2 separate regions of the Drosophila melanogaster genome follow, and region 1 is linked to region 2. The links are chromatin contacts, called in public HiChIP or PLAC-seq maps. All regions are on one chromosome and are shown on one strand. Each heading gives the region's core, a stretch centred on a gene start, on an enhancer-like site or on the middle of the called end of the contact. The rest is flanking DNA. Distances are from core to core; before and after follow the strand shown. Region 1 holds the start of CG14618. Region 2 holds the start of Elys (elys,).

Region 1 (4,274 bases), core at 1,760-4,259, 2.8 Mb after region 2:
GGCGTCCGGTCGCTGCTGGTCGCCGATCCCTTGGGGCATTGACAGTGGCAGCAGCGGCGGCGGCGGTTTAGGATCTAGTGACTGTGGCAAAGGCAACGACACCACTGAAGTCGGAATGTGTTTGCCCGTGGCCGTGGATCATTCTCTCTCGTCCTTCTCTGCCTTGTCCGCCTTAGCGCTTGCCCGGGTGGCCTTCTTGTCCTCGTACATCTTTATTAGCTCGCTTTTTGTGGGCATGGGCTTAATGTAGCCGTGTTGCACCAGGTACTTAATGGATACGGTTGTACACCCTGCAAAACGGTTAAAGCGGATAAGCTTAAATGATTCTTATTACAAAAATTTAAGTTATGCGTGAAATTTTAGCATAATCTGTTCCAAAGAAGTTCGCATCAAAAGGCCACAATAAAGTTTTTTGAAAAAAGGCATCTGATGTTAGTCAAAGCTGAAGCTTACCCAAAGTAAGGGCGTAGCGCAGGGGCGTGGCCACTTTATAGCACAGATAGGCGATGGCGTAGTGCCCCATATCCGAGCCCTGCACCTTCTCAATGATGTTCTCGCTCAAGTGGATGTACTGCAGCAAAGCGGGCACATCGACGCCACTGCAATGGGAGGGATTCATATAGGGTTTGAACGGAACGGTTTCTGGGGTATGGTACGCACCTCTTTGACAGGTAGTAGAAGCCTCCAAACCAGCCCACTGACGTGAGCACGTGCACCGGGATGAGCACGTACCAGTACTGTTTGTACATGTGCTTGAACTTGGCGAACAAACCCATGTTTGCCGCCTCGCCAAAGAGTTCGCTGGAGGTGGTGCTGTTGGTGGCCTTCAAATCCTTGCCGCCGGCTGACGAGTTGTTAATGGCGGGCGCTGGTGCAGCCGCCGCCGGGTTCGCCGACTTGTGGTTGAAGCGGATGTTGACGGTGGGCAGGAGCAGGTTACGGCGATTCGCGAGAGGCCAGGAATCACTAGCCAGACTTGTTGGACTAGTCTCGGACATCGTCGACAGGCACCTTGAGTGGGCGCCACCGAACAGCCGCAAGGAGCAGGCAAGCAATCGCTGGCGCGACAGAAAGACCACTGTTGCCATAATTGAACCTGTATTGGCCAATACTCTACAGGAATTAACCAATATGCAACGTGCCGGGCTGGTCCTCGCAGAGGGTGCTCTTCTATTGGCAGCAGCGGCTCAAGATTTACCACTTCCCGATTCTCCTGGGGACTATTCCACACGCACGTTCCCACGCAGAGCCGGCTCAATTCAGTTTATTAAATATCTTCTGATTTCACCTGGCCTGCTGCAGTCATCGGGCTATCGGTTTTCGATAACTGAGAAAAAGCACTAGATGTTAAGTAACAGGGCTGGCGATAGTAGGCATAAAAAGCTTTTCTATTTTCAATTCTACGCATTTGTATTTCTCAACTAACAAATTGCTGAGTAGTTTAAAATCGAATTATCCTTAAGGTCTCTCAAATAGCTATTGTTTAAAGATAGCACCAGTCTTAACCAAGATTACATATCTGGGCCTCAACGATTTAGATCTTATAAGGAGAAATGAATCTTCTTAAACTTTTACGCCCTTGATATTTAATTGCATTAACCAAAGGGCTTAGGATGCGTGAGATATGTACATATTTGTCGAAGAGTCTCTGCCGCGCATCAAAAGAATAGAAAAGGCGCGTGCCAAGCAGAAACGCGCAATTACTAGAAATGTCGTTATATTTAAATGATCTGCGACATATGTATGTATTTATACCCATTGATAAGAAGGGTAAACCTAATTTGTTGAAAAATAAAAATCCTTACTAAGCGATCTCAACATTAAGATATGTACATATGTTGTTTGCTTCGAATATAAAAGCCGGAAAATCGCCACGACCACGTTTTAAAAAAACATTTGGATTTCTTTTGGATATAATTTCAGTACATAATTTTAGTGGCCAATTTAACGGATAAGCCAATGCAAATAACAAATAAGTACATGTATAGGTACACAAAAAACTATTGTACAATTCAACAAATACATAGATACAATTCTACACTGTTGAAAAAAAATTGTTCCTGTACAATGCGAATGTCTTCTACCGAAAGTAACGGGATCTAATCGCCCATCCACTCTATGCATATTTTTCGTGAGCGCATTATGAATTGCACACTACATACAGATAGTCAAGAAATTGTTTGCACAATGAAAATAAATTGTATTTTCTGCCTTTCAATGCAATATTAAGGGCTTTTTGTTTACCTTTATGGATTTTTTTTATTTCCATTTATTTTTTTATATGTTTTTTATCAATATGTAAAAAATAATAACAAAACTATTAACAATGAACGAGAAAAACAACTAAATCTAAGCTTGCACAGATTTCACACTGTAAAGAAATTGTTTGCACACTTTTCTTTTGTTTTCTATTTTGCTCCTATTCCGAGGAATTTCGATAATCAAACGATACATAATCGTCATTTACGCTTTATGCGTTGTGTGGGTGGCAGATTTGGTTTTGAAATTTGCCAAATTGAGCATTGTTCAAGTTAGTTTTGTAAAATTTAAAAATGCCTGGCAAACGATTGAGTTTTGAAGTAGTTTAACTGATTTTTTATAATCACCATTTGGGAAAATTTGTTAAAGAATTGTCAGAAATGTTTTCTGCATCGCGGAGAACAATTTAAAATGTTATTAATCGCGCAAAAAACGAGGGCAGATTGGATTCAAAATGTGGAGAAGGACGTAAAAATAAAATTTTCAACCGTTCAGACCGACTTATTATGCGAAAAATTTATGAAAATCCGCAAATATCCGCAACTATGCATGATCATTGAGTCAGTCACAAATAAACTCATATCCGCATAAATACTAAGAATTTAAAAATTCTTATATAAACTATGTAAATGTAGAATTTAGAAAAATTGTCAAAATATGACAATGGAATAAGGGGATTTCAGCTAGCTTGGGCTTTCAAGCGTGTTCCCCACGTAACAGAGTGCTGTTAGGCGCAGCACGCTGAAAACGCTGTTAAATCAGCTGCTGGCAATATTCAATTTTCTTAGCCAATTGAACTACTTTTAAATACACGAGGGTAGCGGTAACGTAAAACACAACAAAAAATCTAGTAACAAGATCAATGGATACGACAGAAAAGGCTCTCAAGGAGGTGACCCCGGCGATGCTTAGCCTGAACAATTGCCCGGGCACAACGCCCGGCACGCCGATGAGCAAAAATCAGCTTAAGAAGCAGCGAAAGCTGGCGGAGTTTGCCGAACTCCGGAAGCTGCGACGCGAACGGGAGCGTGAGAAGAAAAAGCAGAAGCGGCGGGAGGCCAAGGAGCTGGGTCTGCCCGTCCGGACGGGACCCTCCCGCAAGGAGCTGAAGAAACGCCAGTTGGCAGACGGCGGAAAGTCTGGCCTCTCGGTCGCTATAGATCTGGACTACGACGATCTGATGCAGGAACGGGACATCGTCAAGTGCGTGAAGCAGTGCCTTCGCATCTACACCATTAATCGGCGCAGCCCACAGCCGGGCAATCTGCACTTCACAGGCATCCGGCGCAACGGTCACATCCACGAGTCATTCAAGAAGAACGAAGGCTGGGAGAACTGGCACGTGCAGTACTACTTCGATCGCGGGCACACCGATATTTTCGAGCATAGCCAACTGGTCTACCTCACCTGCGAGTCGGATCGGGTGTTGGACAAGCTGCAGCCCGGCTGCACCTACGTCATCGGTGGCCTGGTGGACCACAATCACTTCAAGGGCCTGTGCCACTCGAGGGCCACGTCGGCGGGGCTGACTACCGCTCGCCTCCCGCTTAGCGAGCATGTAGACATGAAGACGAGGGCCGTGCTGAGCACCTACCATGGTGAGTGGTACAATTTGCATAATGTAGTCAGAACCTCATTCAAGAAACGTTGAATTCAATGTTGATTGCTAATACTTCCATATTTATCCAGTGTTTGAGCTGCTGACCAAAGTTGCTGCCGGTCAGGACTGGACTACGGCCATTCTGGAAACTATTCCCATGCGCAAGGGAGCCAAGGCGAAAATCACAGACAAAAAGGAGCCGAATCATTGCTTGGAGCAGCAGGATGAAAAACAGAAACAGGAAGCTGAGTCAGATAAGCCCACCTTAACCGCCGTCGAGTCTGAAATCGAATCCCATTCTTTAGACAGTTGACGGCAGTCGACATCGGATCTCGAGGTCTTTTTGATTTTTATTTCAGTTTTTGTTTTTACAAAATCACATTTCGTTTTGTTTCGCAATTTAAATGATAACTTA
Region 2 (4,033 bases), core at 19-2,518:
CTCCTCGTGCGTAATGCAATTCCATCGGTACTTGATTGTGTACTCGATCAGCTGCAGGCCAAAGTGTCGCACTTGCTGGTTAGACTGCGGCGAGCTGGCCAGGAATAGGCCCACCTGGGCGCACATTGGCGACTCCTCCTTAAACCGCTCACAGGCCATGTAGGCCTCCAGGCGCGCCTGTTGCTGTGTCATCGGGTTCATGACTAGATCGATGGCCGAGGCCAGTTCGGCGGCCAGAGCCTCGGTGCCTCCGTGCTGGGACATCGCTAGCTAGCGTCTACCTGTGGGTATTGCGTTAGATTGGAATTGAAACAAATTTCCTGGGTGCGGCTTCTTCCTGCAACGGGCGCCATGTGCTCCACTTACCTCTGCTTGCCCCTGCCCACCGCTCGAAACCCAAATCTCGCCTAGCCTCTCGATCTCCGCCGCGATCCCCTCGTGCGTTGTCTGTGACCAATGCTTTTGTGGAGCCAGCCAACCAGCCAGCGAGCCAGACAACGTTTTGGAAGATTAAAAGAGCTGCCGCTACCTGTGTGCGTGTGTGCTATGTGCTATGTGCTGTGTGTTGTGTGGTCTGTTCCGTGTGCGAAATGCGGAATGCGTGAGCTGGGATTGTGGTGTGTTGGTGTTCTGGTTGGGATTGCCTGTGGGCACCGATGATCGCCCTGGGTAGCGCCTATTGCCTGGAACACAGCCTCTGGTCAGGTCTCTCACATTTGAGTCGCATATAGAAGTAGACCACTACTGAAACCGCTTTTCCGGCTGGGTTGTTTTAGAACAATGTGCAGCAAATCGCACGGGACAGGGTTGACAAGCGGCGCACGAAAGTTGCCAGATAGTATTGTTGCTATTGTATGTACTAAGAGCTTGACTCGGAGCTATATATGCCTGAATTGAGTGATACAAGGCATTACGCTTCAAGGTTGCTACTATCTGTGTTCATTCGGACTTCAAATGCAAAGCCAGCCGGTTGAGTTCCTTATGAAATTCGCGCAATATTTTCGCAATTCTGCAGCGTTGCCAGTCTGCTGGTGTTGAAGTTGCCAGGCTGCAAGTGCCGGCTTCTAGTCTTTTCTTCAAATGATTGGCTTGCCTCTCAGTTACAAACTTGTTTAAGCATGTATATAGAAAAAATTGAAAATGTACAGAAATATATGGTAACTAGTAACTCAAGTCCTTGCCATCGCTAAATTTGCGAATCTCTGTCGGACGTTAGCCAGCACTGGGCCACTCAGCGTGCATACACGACAAGCAAAACAACGGTTTTTTTGTATGCCAAATCGAGGCGGCAACGCCAGGCCGCTCAGGCACTCACACACTCACGCACACACAAAACATACACGCCGATCAATCGGTGCAAGAGCGCTGTATTTATAATTTTATTTTTATTTGCAAGCGGCCGGCATTGATGAAATAGAGATGGAGTGGCACGAAGTGGAGTTGGACGGTAGCCGCACGATTGCGTTCCCGGAGCGCATAGTACCCGGATTTGGCCGGGAGCCGTCGGCACATTTGGACGCCGGTAAGTGTGCACAAAATACGGCGTGTGCCGAAACCGATTCACCAAGAATCTCCGCTATCCCTTTACAGCCGAATACCTGGGCGGCATCATACGCGACGGGCAATGGGGCTGGGTGACCTGGCGGTATGGAAGCGATGCCACTTTGCTGGTCTGCAGCATGTCCACCGGCGATTACCTTTCTTGGCACTGCTTCTGGAGCGAATCCGATGATCTGGGGCCGCGCAAAAGCATTCGCTGCGTGGAGGAGCTCTTCCCCGGCGAACACGAACGCCCCGCTATGCTAGCCATCTGCCTGGAGTCATGGAACAGCGGCGATCAGAGACCCATCGACTGCCCGTTGAGCACGCAGGTGCTCATCTATGCCATTCGCAACAGTCAGGTGCTCCGCCGCTTCGACCTTCACGGTATAACGTGCAGCGCGCTGACGTTCCTCGATAAAAGAATCTATGGACTCACGCGACTGAGACGGTTTAAAGGCTGTCTGGCCGTGGCCACCGAGGAAGGCACTGTGCTGTTGGTTGATCTGAACAGCGACAGCCTGCAGGCGAGTACCCAAAGGCGCAGCCTTTGCTCCCCCAGTTCCAAAGATGAGCCGTCGGACGGGAACCTATACTTTGTATCCTCCGAGGAGTCCAAGAGGCAACTCAGCTCCAAGCTGACCCATTGTCGCTCCAAAGGGGCTCACTTGGCTGTGCGGATGGACGGTGAGTCTGTCACTGCCAGTGTGCCATGGTAGCTAGGTTAACCTTCAATTTACCAACAGTGGCATCCATTGGAATCAGTTGCCTTATGGGCATTAGCATGGCGCCCGGCTATGCTGCTGGTCTAGAAGACGGCCGAATCCTGATCTACGACCTAATCAACTTCGACGTGACCACTGATCTGAATTCGCCAGTAAAAAGGAAAGGGGTCAATAGAGCAGTGAAGCGAATGTGCCTCATTATGCCACCGGATGACCCCAAACCCTGTTTCTACATCTGTGCATTGTACCAAAATATCGACGTCCTGCAAATGATGCTGCACTCGGTCTGCTACAGGGGCTCGTACCGGGACCGGGAAACCCACACGATCCGTTTTAAGGTGAGAAATCTTGAGCCGTCACGCACAGACCAATATTGACTTCTTGCTTCGCAGGACTACCGTTCTAGAACCGTGCGCAACCGCCAAATCTTGGACGGAGGCATCTGCTCCGTGATCGGCTGCGCCACGGCGTCTACTTTCAGTTTTGCCGGCGACAACGGAACGCTGCTGATTGTCATCTCGTGGCACTCAAGTGCAGATAAAAAGAACAAGCTAGTCCTGTTCGACATTAATCAGTGGTACAAGGATGAGATGCCCACATCCGTTCACAAAAACGAAGTTCCTAATTACATGTCCGGCTACATACTCAGTGGTCTACAGACGGGACTGGCATTGGATTTGCGTTCCACCACCATATTGCACTTTGTCTCACTGCAGCGCTACGATGAGCACTTTTATCCCAACTCACTAACCTTTGGTAAGTGACAGCGGTGATTGAAGCCAGCGCCAGTAAGATTAATAGCCAAGTAATACCGTCTATTTCCAGATTGCTCACTGTTAACTCCAACTGGCAAACGGTACTACGCCCAGGACGGAGTGCAGCATCGGTTTCTGAACGCACTTCGCTGTGATCGTGCCACGCTCTTTTTGCGTCCTCAGATCTACCACGAGGACATCGTTCGCCTGCGTCTCCTGCCACAATTTTGTGAGCTTAACCCTAACGCCACATTCTCTAAGGTGAGCTACACACTAGGTTATTATTATCAGTTATCCGGAAATCTTCTGGTATCATATAGTACCACAGTCTTTGGGGAAATGAATCATGCTCGTTATACTCGTTTTAAAGTAACATTGCATTATCTTGCTCTCTAGATTGCCATGTACGAGTTGATACTGTCGGTGGCCCTGGAGCACAACTGCGGAGCTTTGCTTAACGACTGCGCACGGAGTTGGATGGATGGCAGCTTCTTGTGCAACATGATTGATAACACGCAACTCTCCTTGTCCACGCTGACCAACTGGATCTTGAAGCGCGCCGGACAGATCAAGACGAGGTGCTCGGAACTTTGCCATGGCATCTTTGATTACGGCGGCTATCCACTGGACCAGCGGGAACGGCGCGAGTTTCAAGTGCTATCCGGTCAGCTGCGTGAATTGGTACGATTGCAGTCCTACATTGTCGAGCAGGGACGGCGCAGGCTAACCTCCTCAATTTTGGACGATTGCCGTGCCAACGAGAGGGCGCTGAAAACGGTTCTCGAGTACCAAAGAGTGCTGCTTTGGTTTATCGATCACGGCCTCCTGCCGGAGGGTCAGCACATGGATAATCTGGTACCCGGCGAGCAGGCCTTCGTTCGCCTGCAACACGAGTACTCGGAAAAACGAGCGCAGGGAAAGATCCTCTACATTGATTCTCTGGGAAAACGCGCCTCCTTTCCGGAACCCTATCCGCCGGACTCGCTGCATGCGTATATACACTTGATGCTCAGT

Evidence for each region. HiChIP or PLAC-seq counts read pairs in DNA pulled down with a chosen protein or histone mark.
Region 1: an H3K27ac HiChIP or PLAC-seq map of the Kc167 cell line shows a contact between it and region 2, with 5 times the contacts expected there. The contact joins the promoter of CG14618 here to the promoter of Elys in region 2. A contact is called at or near these places in 1 of 107 Hi-C or Micro-C datasets (embryo) and 1 of 6 datasets of contacts at active chromatin or transcription factors (the Kc167 cell line).

What each region holds. Positions count from the first base shown.
Region 1 is chrX:22,470,689-22,474,962 of dm6, forward strand. CG14618 reads left to right here and starts at 3,010. Exons shown (of 2, transcript NM_134620.4): 1 at 3,010-3,857; 2 at 3,949-4,274. The coding sequence starts at 3,122. The coding sequence ends at 4,172. It overlaps CG12576, which reads right to left. Exons shown (of 4, transcript NM_001272844.2): 4 at 4,163-4,274. It overlaps CG14613, which reads right to left and starts at 1,333. Exons shown (of 4, transcript NM_001272843.1): 1 at 661-1,333; 2 at 454-599; 3 at 1-290. The coding sequence starts at 1,088. The coding sequence ends at 139.
Region 2 is chrX:19,651,037-19,655,069 of dm6, forward strand. It overlaps Elys (elys,), which reads left to right and starts at 1,269. Exons shown (of 7, transcript NM_134496.3): 1 at 1,269-1,522; 2 at 1,591-2,226; 3 at 2,286-2,602; 4 at 2,657-3,020; 5 at 3,090-3,280; 6 at 3,416-4,033. The coding sequence starts at 1,420. Ranbp21 (Ranbp21,) reads right to left here and starts at 1,233. Exons shown (of 2, transcript NM_001298524.1): 1 at 367-1,233; 2 at 1-281. The coding sequence starts at 264.